Linked DNA regions of Lactuca sativa: region 2 is linked to region 1. A link is a contact called in public Hi-C data. All regions are on one chromosome and are shown on one strand. The core of a region is the stretch at or near the end of the contact, and the rest is flanking DNA. Distances in the headings are between cores, read along the strand shown. Region 1 holds the start of LOC111885179 (ribulose bisphosphate carboxylase/oxygenase activase, chloroplastic). Region 2 holds the start of LOC111885173 (actin-related protein 5).

Region 1 (7,259 bases), core at 666-3,165:
CTGGCAATGGAATCCCTGTTAGCATCTCCGAGCGCCGCCGAGTCCAAATAAGTCTCCGCCAACTGCACTCTCTTCACATTATCCTGTTCTTGAACCAACATGTTCCCATACTCCAAGAGCTTCTCAACTGTTATCTTCGGTTGTTCAAATGTCGGAGGCCCTTCCCTTGAGTTCACAAGCCTCTTCCCTATGCCTTCCACTCCGATACCTCCGATCCACTCCCTCACTGCATCATCGTACACTCTTGCCCTCAATGCTCCGAAGAAATCTGAACAAGAAATCATTCGTAAGTTATACATATATACATATGTTTTGACATTTTCCGAGGTTAATTTACAGAAGAAAGAATACCTATGGATTGTCCTGGAAAAGTGTCGACAAGCTTCGTAACACCTTCAGGAGAGAGACCATCGGTTTTGAAGATTCCGATGCAGACACCGATTCTGTCTTCTCTCGTCGGAGCCCAGTAGAATTTCTCCATACGTCCGTCACGGATGAGGGGAGCGTAAAGGGTGGAGAAGTCGTTACCGGTGACGATGATCGGAACTCGGGGGTTTTCTTCCTTGTTGTACATTCCGGGGAGTTGAACGTTGGTGGGGTTATCGGCGATGTTCATGAGGGTGGCGTTCACCATTTGGTTGTTGACGGTGTACTGGGTGGTTCCACCCATTCTTCCGGCTCCGGCGTCAAGATCGTTGATGAAGAGGCAGCACATTTTACCCTTCTTGATAATGTCTGCAGCTTCACGGTACCTTTGCCGGATCAACTTCGCCGGTTCTCCGGCGTTCCCACTTTCCAACTCTCCGGCACTCATCATGATTGGGCTGGAATATTACATACATCGAATCAAAATTCAAAAAAAAAAAAAAAAAAAAAAAAAATCTTGCTGGGTTTTTGATAATCAAGACTTACGTGATTCCCATCTTGGCAAACACAAGTTCACATTGGAAAGATTTACCCTGACCTTTTCCTCCCCACACACCCAAAATGAGAGGAACCTACATAATCAAAATAAAAAATTACCGATTCTTTCTGAATTTGAACTAATAGAATTATAGAAACTGCATAGACAAAGAAATATAATCCAAACCTTGATGTTGGGTAAAGTCATGAAGTTCTTGGTGATGTGAACAACCAGTTTGTCCATGAAAGCAGGCGCAATGTAGAACCCATCCATGTTGTTGTCCAAATTGTATCTAAACATCGAATCAAACATTACACATGATAATCACAATTCATTCGATTGAGAGGGTATTTAGATGGATGTATAGAAAGGTACATACGAGCGAAGACCAGTACTGACGTATTCATAAGAACTCATGACAGCAAAATGGGTTCCGGCGTCTTGTGGAGCTTGGAAGAGAGAGTCGACCATACCCTTCCCTCTGGTGATGTCTTGTTGATCATCAGACATGTCATATGCGAGTCCCTTCCATCTGTCTTTGTCAGTCTGTTGGGTTTCCTCGATCTCTTTCTCAGCTGCGAATATTTTGAAGGAGAAAGACTTGTTGTTGTTGATCAGTCTTGAGTTCACTATCTTCTTCAAGTTGCTACCCAAGAAAGAAGAGTTTGGGACTACAGCACTACCACTGCTTCCATTGAAGCTCAACTGTAACAACAATGGCGGATTCAGTAAATCAAAACGAAAATACAAATACCCAGTTAGAGATATCCATCAAATTATTAGTTGTCTTGAGTTAATTGTATAATTTCTAAGGAACAACAAGAAGCATCGGTAGGGATGAAAGAAGAGTACCGGAACACGGTTAACGGCTCCGAAGGTGGAGACGGCGGTTGCCATTGATCGGAGGTGACTGATTCAGACAGAAATCAGTGGAAGTGAAGACGAATTGCACAGTAATCTGAAGGGTAGTAAGAGAAGATGAAGATGACTTATAGTGGTGAAGTTAAGATGGGAGAGGATTAGTTTTAGAGTCGTTAAAGGCCACACAATCAAGATTGCGCGCCATGCCACGTGGCTGTCAGAATATGATTTTTCGTTTGAAGGCATTAAGATTGGGAGATGGGGTTCTGGGGTTAGCATTTAACCCTTGATCCTAACCAGTTGCGCATTATTTGGGCTCATCTTTACCACACATGTCCCTTTTTTGTTATCAAGTTGGTTTTGTAGCGTATTGTGAAAATAATTGAAGTTGGAAGGTCTTGTTGGACACATTGGTGATGCTAAAACCCAATAACACCTTTCAACGTAAAAAAAATTAAACGATAAGTGGATCATATTTGGCCCGTTGCCATGGATGGATAGGATTGGCTCTTGACGTCGGCCCTAAAGGCAAATTAATTGTAGAATGAAATTAAGACCGATGGTATGGGACCATAACACCGTGGAGGAGCCTACGTGACACCTCCACAACGGCGTTACAACTTGAGAAATACCACCACCAAAAATGTTGTGGTACCTCTTATTGTCGTTGTAACATCTTGAAACAGGAGAAATATTGCGACAAACGGTCACATGACCGTTGACAATGGTCGTTTACCTAAAAAACATTAAATATATTTTCATCTATAAATACATACAATTTTGTCCGAATTTTTTCACATCATTTTTTTCAAACGGAAAAATTCATTAAACACTAGCAAAATGTTAGAAAAGATTACATCAAGAAAAATAAGTTTTAGGATGGTAGAATCATCTATTCCAAATTGGTCTAAAGCTTTTTAGACCTATTTGACACAAAAAAGACTATGTTACACTTAGATAAAAAGATTGACTTTTTTTAATCCGTTTGAGTCATTCTTTCTATATTTTATACAATTCAACACCTCATTTGTAACACCTCAAATTTTTTAAAACTTTTTCAAACTTAAAAATGATAAGGTTTAAACAAAATATTTTTGGGAATTAACCCATATTTAACAAAAAATATGGTCCCACAAAAACATTTACAATTAAAAGTTTTTGTGTTACAATTAAGCATCAATACAACCATAACAAACAAATAAGAATTACACCTATACAATTAATAAGGAGCATAACAAGTTTCACTCAAGTTTCATTCATAGATGCACATTTCTTTGGGTGTCACAACGTGAGCCATTATTGATCATGTGGTGAGAACCATCTGATGCCCAAAAATCCTAATTTTTGGGTATTTGCTCATCCTCAGCCTCATTCACTCTCTAACCTAAAGAAATCCTAATCATAACCCTCTTAGAGATTCTTAGCCATTTTGGTACATTGGTTAGCTTAAAGAAGGAGAGAATGATGAAAAGAAGTGTCCTAGTGGTGTAGTTTGAAAAGGAGCATCATTATCATCATCTATTTTTCTTGTTGGACCTTTGCAAGTGTAAAAGACTCAGACTTTATTGCATTATATGGCAAGATCTAGGTTTTTGTCCCATTTATTTATGATTGAGCAAGCTTGAGTGGAGAGGACCCATAAAGTTAGCAACTTTATGGATTCTAAGGGTCCTTTAAGCTTCATAAAGTCCAGATCTAGAAGTTCGTGAAGTATTTGACTCATGCATGAGAGTTTGGTGGAATATTTCTACTTTTGACCTAGAATGAATTGAGGACATGCATTGAGCATGCATGTCCATAAAGTAAACATTTTTATGGACCTTTAGAGTCCCCTTAAGCTTCTGAAAGAGTTGGGGTTTGGATACTTAATGGTTTATGGACTTATTTCAATAAGGAGATGGTTCATAATGAAGTCACAACGTGACACTGGAGGTGTCACGACGTGACGAAGAAATATCCATTTTTGTTGGTATTCTATATTCTCATGACGTGACCATGAATGGCTCACGTCATGACACCTCCAATGATTGCTTAATTTGTTCCTTAGACCAGCCCTAAGACTTTTTAAACGTCTTCACTGAGTTATCCAAACTTGTAGCAATCTTTCCTCCTTTGTCTTTGGATTTGTCACCTTTGGAAGAAATGGAGGAGATGATTTGATGACCAGATTCTATGATGAATATCTCGGATTAAGGAGGAATCAGAGGCTCTTCAGGGATTTCATCAGGTTTCTGGGCGGGAGAACCCTTATCTATTTGAGCGATCCTCGGAGTAGGAATTGGAGGAGGCATTGACTGAGTGGCGTGGAAGGTGTCTATTGTCAGTTTGGTTTTTGTCTTAGCCATTTCAGATCCGTTGAAAGGTTTCGTGTAAAGATGATGGCCAAAAAACTAAGGACCATTTCAGCTTTTTTACTTCCAAAAGGACTTTTATAGGTGGTTCCCTGATAGCTTGTAATCCTAAAATCACATCATCGACCAAATCTTCTTTATCAAGATCTTCAGGATTTTCTACTTCCAGGATCAGTTCATCGAATGATTTCATCTCGGAGCATATAGTTTGAGATTGGTTTCCATAGCACTTGCTTTTGTCTCGTTCGCCCCCTCTTGCACGGGAAATTTGATCAGACTTAAGATCATTTAATCGTTCAAAGACTTTTTGAAAGCTTATTTTGATTTGCTTGGAAAGCGAATCATATTCCTCGGCAGTAGGAGCTTGAGGTTTGAGATGATCGAATGTTTCATCTAGGATGCAAAGCATTTCATCAAACTTGTAGTTCGGAATATCCATGTGATGTTGAGTAGCATGAATCACCTTGATGAGCACTTCCTGTAGAACCATGTTCATCGCGTCTTTGTGAAAAATTTCTTTCTCTAACTGCTGAATTAGTTTTTCATGTCAGACATGAGTTTGCTTGATCAGAGTATTGGTAGAAGAAAACATGTCATCATGAACTCTAAGCATTGTGGTTACAATGGATATGTGATAATTTGTGTTCTCCATGTAGCATGCTTCAGCATCTTCAAGGGTACGACTAAGACAAAGCAAGAAAAGTTGATACAGTTGATTTACTCTGTCAAGTTCCGAGGGAGAAACAACTTGGATATCATAAAGAGACTTAAGGATAAACTCGAGTTTGGAATCAAGACCTGTGATTTTTTGGTCGAGTTTCATGTCAAGGCTTTCTAGCTTCAAATTAACATTATCACCTTTAGAGTTTGCTACGGAAATACTATCTCAGAGTTCCAACAAGGAAAAAGGATCCATAATATTTTCATCAGAGGATCCAGTGTCCGAGGGGGAACTTTCGGATTTCTTATCATCTTCATTTTCATCATTATTTGGCTCAGTGAGCTTAGAATCATCAATTAGATCATCTTTAGCTTTGTCACCTTGATCACCTTCTAATGTAGCTTTAGGAGGAGGATACGAGTGCTTGTTTCCTTAAGGATTCTCTTCTTCTTCAGATTCCTCGGAGGACTAGGGGAGTCTGAAATCAAAACATGGTTTTGATGAAGAAGGTTTTTACATTAGATTGATGGTAGAGAGAACCGGAATAACACCAATAGAAGTGTTGTCATCTTCAAAAATGATCTCATCGGAAGGATCATCATCGGCATAAGGATCAGGAACTTATGCACATGTAATCGTTGGAGGATCATAAGAAACACTTGTGGAATCAAGAACATCTCCTGTTGAAGCAACTTCATTCCGAGAAGGATCATCTCCAGTGTTGTCAGGAGTCAGAACCTTGGTACTCGGAGTCTTATTCAAGGAATTGATGAACGGTTGAAGTTCTTGATCTATTCCTTAATTTGATGGAAAGGTGAAGGTAACACGACTTTAAAAAGCTCGTTGACACATGGAAATGAGCATGTATTAAACTTATTCTCTGGTGAGCTCTGGATTCCTTATACGAGCTCTGTCAACAAAATCTGACCAATCCTTGTCAAAAATACCCTATCGTTCTTTACTTGAACCAAGTATCGGACCTGTTGTGGCTTTTGAAACAGGAGGGACTGATCCTGCTTCAGAAAGCATTGAATCAGTGACAAGGGTCACCGATTGTGCTTGGGTCGAAGAGAAACAAATATTCAAATTGAATCGTAAGTGTATCTCAGGGGGCTTCAAGGGACTTTCTTTAATACCTGCACCATCCTTTTGAGAATATGGGGGTAGATTCTAAGCAGACTCCTCGTGTATGAGTGAATGAGATTTTGAAGCTCCGAAGGGTACTTTGGAAGAGTGGCCGGGTGAGGTAGGCTGAGATTGAGAGTTAGATCGACTGCTGATTTGTGAATCCTTTTGAGAGTATTCACCAACTTTGGCTCTCCTTTTGGCTCATACTTTTGAAAGAGATGCCTTCTGTTTGATGTGTCCTCCAAATGTGGTTGTTTTGTTCTCATCTGAGGTTGTATCATCCGGGACCGGGGAAAGTTGTGTTGGGTCAAAAGCAACCGAGATCTCAAGATGATGTTTGAGATGTGGTGATTCGGATGGAACAGTGGCCAACATGTGTTTAGGAAGATGTCTAACAGGTCTGAAGGGACTTTGACTAGGCAATCTAAAAGTTTTGATAGTGTTGAAAGAACAATATACCTCTCAGATGTTTGAATTTAGTGGAATTGCTTTAAGTCTCTCAGAGTAGAGTTGTTGCAGGGTCAGGGCCTAGAATCTCAGACTTATGATCTCATTCGGTTTCCTCTTTACAACAAACTTCCTGACATCTTGCCACAATATTTCCGGTAGATCAATGGCGTTTGCTTTTCTAGTGAAGATGTTATACACCATGTAAAGATAATCTTTTCTCATATTGCCTATACCACTATGTTTTCCAGATAAACCTCTAAGAATGAAGTTCATCAAGATGGTCCATAAGCCAGGAAGGGCTGATTCCTTGAACTCCTTTGCCTTGAATTCGCCATTTTAACGAATTTGGGACAAGAACGACTGAAACTCTTCAGAATTCGGTTCCTACACTTGAAAACCTTTGAGGTTTTCTAAAATTATAATTTCCTTGAGAAACATACACTTGTGAACCGGTACAATCATGTCATCAGTTATCTTCACTTCAAGAGCATCTTTATCGATCTTCATTATTTCAAAGGCTTTATGAAGAAGTCTGAGAGGGAAGTTAGGGTTAGGGATTTTGGTGAGAGGAACATCGATGGCATAACAGGAGATGAACTCAATCATTATTCTCATAGATTCATTGCAATCCACGGGGTCGAGAGAAAACAACTGGGAGGTTTCTCTGAGAATGATCTCAGAGGATGAAGAGGAAGCGGATCCCTTTGATGATTTCTTTTTTGTTATTGGTTTTAAAGATTTAGATGCCATGTCATATGGTTTTGTCTCCATTGTGTTGAGGTCGAAAGATGTTGTGAGGTGTGGAAGTTTGTCTAGGTCATTTTTAGTGTCGAGGTATGTTTGTATGTTTGTTTATTATAAGGGCATTTAGTTTCGAAGCATAAATGTCTTAGTCCCTTATATT
Region 2 (7,280 bases), core at 780-3,279, 340 kb after region 1:
AAGAGTCCAATAAAATGGCATCAGCCCAAAAATAGAATTCTGATGGCCCAACAAAGCCATAGACTCCTAAGGTCCAACATGGGCCTAATAACCAAAATCCAAAAATTCTGAAGCCCACTGTTGAGTATGTGGGGCGTGATGGGTTTTGAGCATTCTAACACTCCTATGGTGTACATGCAACCCTATAAACCTTGGATCTATGTTTTCTCTATTCTGCATGCAAATATTAAATATTCCAAGGTTTCATCCTAACTAGCATATTATGAAGCACCTATACTATAAAGTTCTAGTTAGATGACATACATTTTGATGTAGCTTGATATCTTCAAGCTTTAAGAGCTTAGCCCCAATAGTGTGGAAGCCTCAAGTGGAATCACAAATCACCAAAACACCTTGGAAGAATTTGAGAGAATATGTATGCACACTAAAATCGGCCCACTCTTATGTCCTCACACACTAGTGCCATTTCTTGTGCCAAAGGCCTCTTTATATAGTATGGAGGATTAGGGTTACATTCATGTAAACCCTAATACCCATGACCTTTCATTTCATAGGATCCATGGGTTAAAACTCCATGGACTATCCATGATAGCTTAGCCCAACCTAAATGAACTTGGCCCATTTCATATATATAAGAGTCCATATTTAATTAGTTCATTTTGATCACTTAATTAATTCTAAATTAGTTCTTGATCAATACTAATTAAATAATATGATTCCATATTAATATATTAGAACTTATAATATATTAATATAAATCATAAATATATTATTCTCAAAAGACTATTCATATAAATTGTGTCGGTGAAGTGCAACCCAAATGGACCATGCCGAGTCGGGTCAAGTACATACAAAATATAGTTATGGACTTAGACATTAATCCAACAGGGCGTACTCTGCCCGTACGCTTAGTGTACACGCTTTAGGGCTAGTACGTACCAGCTTGTACGTCCAGCGTACTCCCCAGTTGGCCATCGCATATCATTAAACACTTAATCCGCTTAGCCCTTACTCCATACTCTCAGATCTGACTTCCTTAAGGTGACATATCACGTAAAGTTGGCAATTTTACGTGCATACATGGCTTAATGAGGCTCTAAAGCTCAAAAGATCTTAATAAGGGTCTTAACACATGCATGAGTCCATAAAAAGATACATACCAGAATACAAACGTTACATAGCTACTTAAACGACTAAACAACCCTTTATAATACTATTTTAAATAGGTTTATTAATATTTGTACTAAACTAATATAAAAAATATTCAATATTACTCTTGTATTAACTGCATCGTCGATACCTTTCTAATGACTACCAATATATATATATATATATATATATATATATATATATATATATATATATATATATATATATATATATATATATATATATATGGGTGACAATTTTCGACACGACCCGCGACACGATACAAAATAAATGAGTTTGGGTTGAGTTTTTCAACCCGCTAATCCGCCAACCTGCTTATTAAACGGGTTATATATGGGTTTCTCAAAAAATAAACGGCTTGACTTGCCAACCCGTTTATATTTTTAATAAAAAAATTATTTTATTTTTAAATGTATTTATATATATCAAATATTAATATTTAATAAGTACTATTCATGCACTAGTTACGAGATAATAGGAATGGTCCTTTATTTTTCAAAATTACTGTATTAGTCCCTATCATCGAATTTACAAACATGATCCCATGCTTCACAAAAATTACAAAAATTGACCTTGTATATAAGAGAACATTATAAAAATAATCTAAATAGTATATTATCAATCAAACAATCCGTCACAATGCTTTCCACTTTATAAAAGTAAATAATAAGAACATGGTTATTGTGGTCAAACCAATAAATAATAAACCTTTTTGGGCCTAAGAATATTAAATATAGTGATCCGTGATATTTAGACCTATTGGGCTAAACATGTTAGGTAACCCAAATACTAGGAAAACCCGGTCTAAAACAGTGTTGAATATACTCAGCAAACCGCCCGGTCCACTGTTAGCTTCTTCTGTGAAAGATGAACAGGTGATGTTGAGTTTGGACTTTGGGCGCTTGAAAGTTCAAGTGGAAGAAGCTAGGGCACGCTTTCTCCCTCTGGATCGTCGTCAAGTTTTTTTGTGATAAAAATTGGCCTCAGATAGGGCAAATGCCGTTCATATCGCAAACGCAGAGGCAATCAGATTACAATCTCATACCTGCAAGCTGCCCAATCGTCATCGACAATGGCGCATCTTACTTCAGAATTGGGTAAAATTAAAATTTTCTGATAAAAGTTTGATATTGTTCTTAAAGCTACTCGACACATCATTTGTACTATACATGCGTTCGTGAGTGTGTTGATATTGCTATTATGTTCGTGTGTGCTGGTTGTAGATGGGCAGGAGAGAGTGAACCTCGGATCATCTTTCGCAACATTGTTCAGAGACCTCGCCACAAGATAACCGGTATACTAACTCCTATTTTACAACTTTGTGTTGATTGTTTGATTAATTGCGATGAAACGCTTGTTCTCTTCCTGACCTTCTTATACTCATTCCATTTCGTCATTCTCAGGAAATGCCATGCTTTGATTTTGAAAATTCAAATTCTTTTCTTTCCCCGCTGAAGTTATTTGATTTTTGTGTGAAATATTACATGTTTATTATTATTATTTTTTCTTTACTATGTAGTGACATATTGAAAAGAGATATTGGTAAATTAATAACATAATGTATATCCAATTAAGATTTCATAAGCAGAAAGTTTGTCATAAGTCTAAACACATAGCTTCTTTAAATGATTGATACCTGAAAGATACAAGGCATGTGCTTTTCAGCTATGTCTAGTATTTTTGTGATGTTGTCTAAAGATAAACGAGGGATGATGGATGGAAGATGTCTCATGAGCTACATTGAGGATCTCATTATCTTTAGGGTTTTAACAACACTGCACATAACCGATAGCAATTCTTGTTAAGATTTTTAGAGAATTGATTCAAGAACTATATGGCAATGTGGAAAAACTCCATATGTTAGTAACCATTTTTTTCTTTTTTCTTATGCACTTATGCAGGGGAAACAGTGACAATTGTTGGTGACCATGATCCTGCTTTGCTAAAGTACTTTGATTGCACCCGTTCTGGACCACGTTCAGCATTCGATAATGATGTTGTCTTCCAGTTTGAGATAATGGAATATGTAAGCTTTTCATCTTTAGTGATGCTTGAGTTAACCATGAAAACAATCTTAAAATTGCAGATTTGTATGATTTTGTTTAGTTTTCTTTATCTCTGGTAAATAACCTTGGTTGCTTTTTCCTTGTAGATTCTTGACTTTGCATTTGATAGATTAGGGGCAGATGAATCTCCGGTACATCTGCATACTTATTTTGTTCTTTTCAAGTTGTCATTAGATCATATATAAGTATATAACCATGACATGCATATTTCTAGTTGTATTATATTTGCTAACAATTTGTTATTTTCTTTGTCATTGATGTCAGAACAGATTAATCATCCTATCCTCATTACAGAATGTGCATGCAATCCAGTACAATCACGTAGTAAAATGGCTGAACTTTTATTTGAAACATACGGGGTTCCTTCTATAGGTATGAAACATATGAATTTTAACTTGTAATTTATTCATTATTTGTTTATTTTTCTTATTTTAACCATCTTTATTTCTCAGCTTTTGGTGTGGATGCTGCTTTCAGCTATAAGTACAATCAAAAACTTGGAATTTGTGATAGAGATGGTCTCGCAATTTGCTCAGGGTTTTCCACAAGCCATGTGATCCCTGTATGTGTGTGTATATAATACTTATATATATATATATATATATATATATATATATATGTGTGTGTGTGTGTGTGTGTGTGCTTATGTAATTTTTGGTTATGTAGACAATTTGACAAAGTTTCTATTTACTCCATTGTCTCATTTGAATTCAGTTTATCAATGGAGAGCCTGTTTATGAAGCATGTTGTCGTACAAATGTTGGTGGTTATCATGTCACTGATTACCTAAAGCAACTTCTATCACTTAAATATCCACATCACATGTGAGAATAGAATTTTTATGTTTCCTTGTAATCATGTTTGAGACTTCCATGAGTATCTTTTGACATCTTGGAATGTATAAAACAGGGCAAGGCTTACATGGGAAAAAGTAGAAGATTTGAAAATGGAACATTGTTATATCACCCTCGATTATGCTTCGGAAGTTAGATTGTTTCAGGTTTTATGATATCATCAACTCTATATTTAATAAATTTTCCCTCTACTCTTCTAGACTTAACAAGCTTTCTAGGGTTATTTTCAAATTATTAGAATGGTGTGGACATTATCGTCCTTTGCACAAACGAGAGATTGAAGTCTGTAAAAAAAAATTAATTTTTGTCTCATCCACATCAATCCCACTGCCGGTCTGTAGTACAATCATGACATCTCCTTTATCTTATTGTCTCATAAGTACAACCTGTTCTGTCATGTCATGTGTACTGTCAGTACAACATGATATGCTATTTTGTTGTGTCATGTCATGTTAGTACATGTTTTGTTGTGTTATGTCATGTCACTGCAACTTGTTCTGTTGTGTCTGTACAACTTGTTCTGTCATGTCATGTCATGTCAGTACAACCTTTTGTCATGTCATGTCAGTACAACCTGTTCTGCTATGTCATATCATATCAGTACAACTTGCTCTGCTTTGTCATGATGCCATCTGTTCTGTCCTGCTATGTCGTATCAGTGAATCTTGTTAGTACAACATGTTCTGTCCTGTCTTTTCAGTACAACCTTTTGTGTCATGTCATGTCATGTTATTACACCCTATCTGTTTTGTTGTGTCATGTCATGTCAGTACAACCTACCTGTTCTATTGTGTCATGTCATGTCAGTACAACCCACCTTTCTGTTGTGTCATGTCATGTCAGTCCAACCTGTTCTGTGGTGTCATGATGCCATTTGTTATGTCGTGTCATGTCATGTCATATCAGTGAATCTTGTTATGTCCTGTGCAACAAACGAAGGCTAAAGATTTTAACCTTTTGAATTTTAATATTACAGAAAGGGGGAAAAGAAGCTGAAGAGAAGACCAGGTGTTGGCAACTTCCATGGACACCAACACCAGTGGAAGAGCCACCTTCAGAAGAGGAGATTGCTAGGAAAGCAGCCTTAAGGGAAAAACATGGCCAAAGGTTACGGGAAATGGCTGAGGCAAAAAGATCTTCAAAAATTAATGAATTAGAAAATGAATTAAAGGGGTTGGAGTTTCTTATACAACAACTTAGACATGTAAATGGAAATGATATTCCATCTTTCTTGGCTGAGACTGGTTACATTTCTAAGCAAGAAATTGAATCTGCTATTGTTAAAGTAACACAATCATTAAGGAAAGCTAAAGGAGAGCAAGATGAAATTGAAGAGAAACAAGATCCTTCTGCAACAGAAAAGTATACCCTCATTGATATTCCTGACAATATGTTAACCCCAGAACAGGTATTGTGTATATTGCACTTGTCACTTTTAAATGCAAGAAATAGCAACGTACTTTTATTCATTTGTTTAATCTAGCATCATACTTTCATGTATTTGTATTACAAACAATCAAACTTAATAAAAGGCTATATTTGGGTAGATTTCTCAAAATACAATGCCTAGATAACAAGATTTTGTAAGCATAATGCTGAAATATGAAGAAATGAAAGTTGGATTCTATGCTAAATAAAAAAAAATGAAATTACGTTGCTATCTCTTGCATTTATCCATATTTGAAATTCAATTTCATCATGTGTTTGGTTGCCAAAAGAACAACACATTCCATATCGATGGATGGAATAAATTGAATTCCATTCATGTTCTTTTACTAAAAGACGAAAATACCCTTGTTATATACTATATATATTAAAGGCTTAATTTAAACAAAAACCGTATATTTTGTGTTTTTTCCGGATTAAATCTCAATTTTTTTTAACTGAAAAAAATCTTGTATTTTTTAAAGTTTCCCGATTTGGCCCTTTTAGTCATTTTTTGCCAAAAAAAAATTGTAAAATGTGAGTTTTTTCAAGAAAAACTAAAAAAGTTGAGGGTTTATTTGGAAGCATTTAGAAGGTTGAAGTTTTTTTTTTGGAAAAAATTACAAAGTTGAGGGCTTTTTTCTGGAAAAATGAAAAAATACAAGGTTTTTTTAGGCAATTTTTTTGTTGAGGTTTAATCTGGAAAAAACACAAAATATAAGTTTTTTTTTTTTTAGATTAAACCTATATTAAAATGAATAGATATAAAAAAAATAAATATAAATGAAAATATAAAAAAAATGTTCAATTTTTGTTATTGAATCCCATTCCTATTTCTACAAACCAAACACATGACAGATTCCAACATAAAAACATTAACATAACCAAACTCCACCCTTAGTCATTTAATCTGGTATTCTTTGTAACCTTGTATGGAATTTAGCTAACCTTGGAATATAATATTTATGGTTTAATTAATAGATCAAGGAAAAGAAAAGACAACTATTTCTTAAAACCACATCAGAAGGAAGACAAAGAGCAAAACAAAAGCGTTTTGAAGAAGAATTAGAACGTGAAAGACGTAACAAGGAAGATGAACAAAGACGCCTGTATGTTATCTACCTTTCTTTCACGCCCTTCATCTTTCTAAAAACACATATCATATTCATATGAATGAACGTATAATTTCTATTTTCTGCTAAATGCAAGAAAGAACAATGTACTTTCAACTTTTCCTTATTAACACTTTGTACTATTAAAACAATCTATCCATTGTTTTTCAAACTACATTGCTGTAATATGAATTAATGAAAGTATGATGCTGTATACTATAATCATCAAAAGGCCAAATTACAGAACCATTATAGTTTGGGGAATTTTGTGGTTTAACCACTTATACTTAGTTTTTTTCCAATCAAAATATAAGGAATTTGACATTTTTTTTCCAAGTTAACCATTTTGACCTGATGACCAGTCAAAATGGTTAATTTGAAGGTTTTGTGGTGAAACCTGATATAAGAAAATTATGGGGGGAAACTGATATATCAGGTCAAAGTGGTTAGTTTGAAAAAAAGTCCAAAACTTTTTTATTTTAATTGGAAAAAGTGAAATATTAGTAGTTAAACTGCAAAACTGCTCACAATATAATATCTATCTATTATTAATTTTTTTGTAGTTTGCCTCAAACAAATTATTGAAAGTACATTGCTATTTCTGGCATTAATTTGAATTAAAAAGTCTGAAACTTTCATGGTTTGATTGGAAA

Evidence for each region. Hi-C and Micro-C count contacts between places; a contact is called where the count stands out from the background.
Region 2: a Hi-C map of leaf shows a contact between it and region 1, with 4 times the contacts expected there. The contact joins the promoter of LOC111885173 here to the promoter of LOC111885179 in region 1. A contact is called at or near these places in 2 of 4 Hi-C or Micro-C datasets (both in leaf).

Annotation. Positions count from the first base shown.
Region 1 is chr9:93,090,663-93,097,921 of Lsat_Salinas_v11, forward strand. It overlaps LOC111885179 (ribulose bisphosphate carboxylase/oxygenase activase, chloroplastic), which reads right to left and starts at 1,916. Exons shown (of 7, transcript XM_023881463.3): 1 at 1,757-1,916; 2 at 1,284-1,609; 3 at 1,091-1,196; 4 at 913-998; 5 at 352-824; 6 at 1-268. The coding sequence starts at 1,801.
Region 2 is chr9:93,434,682-93,441,961 of Lsat_Salinas_v11, forward strand. LOC111885173 (actin-related protein 5) reads left to right here and starts at 2,030. Exons shown (of 12, transcript XM_023881457.2): 1 at 2,030-2,267; 2 at 2,394-2,464; 3 at 3,072-3,196; 4 at 3,323-3,367; 5 at 3,506-3,608; 6 at 3,689-3,798; 7 at 3,951-4,060; 8 at 4,146-4,236; 9 at 5,067-5,498; 10 at 6,497-6,624. The coding sequence starts at 2,167.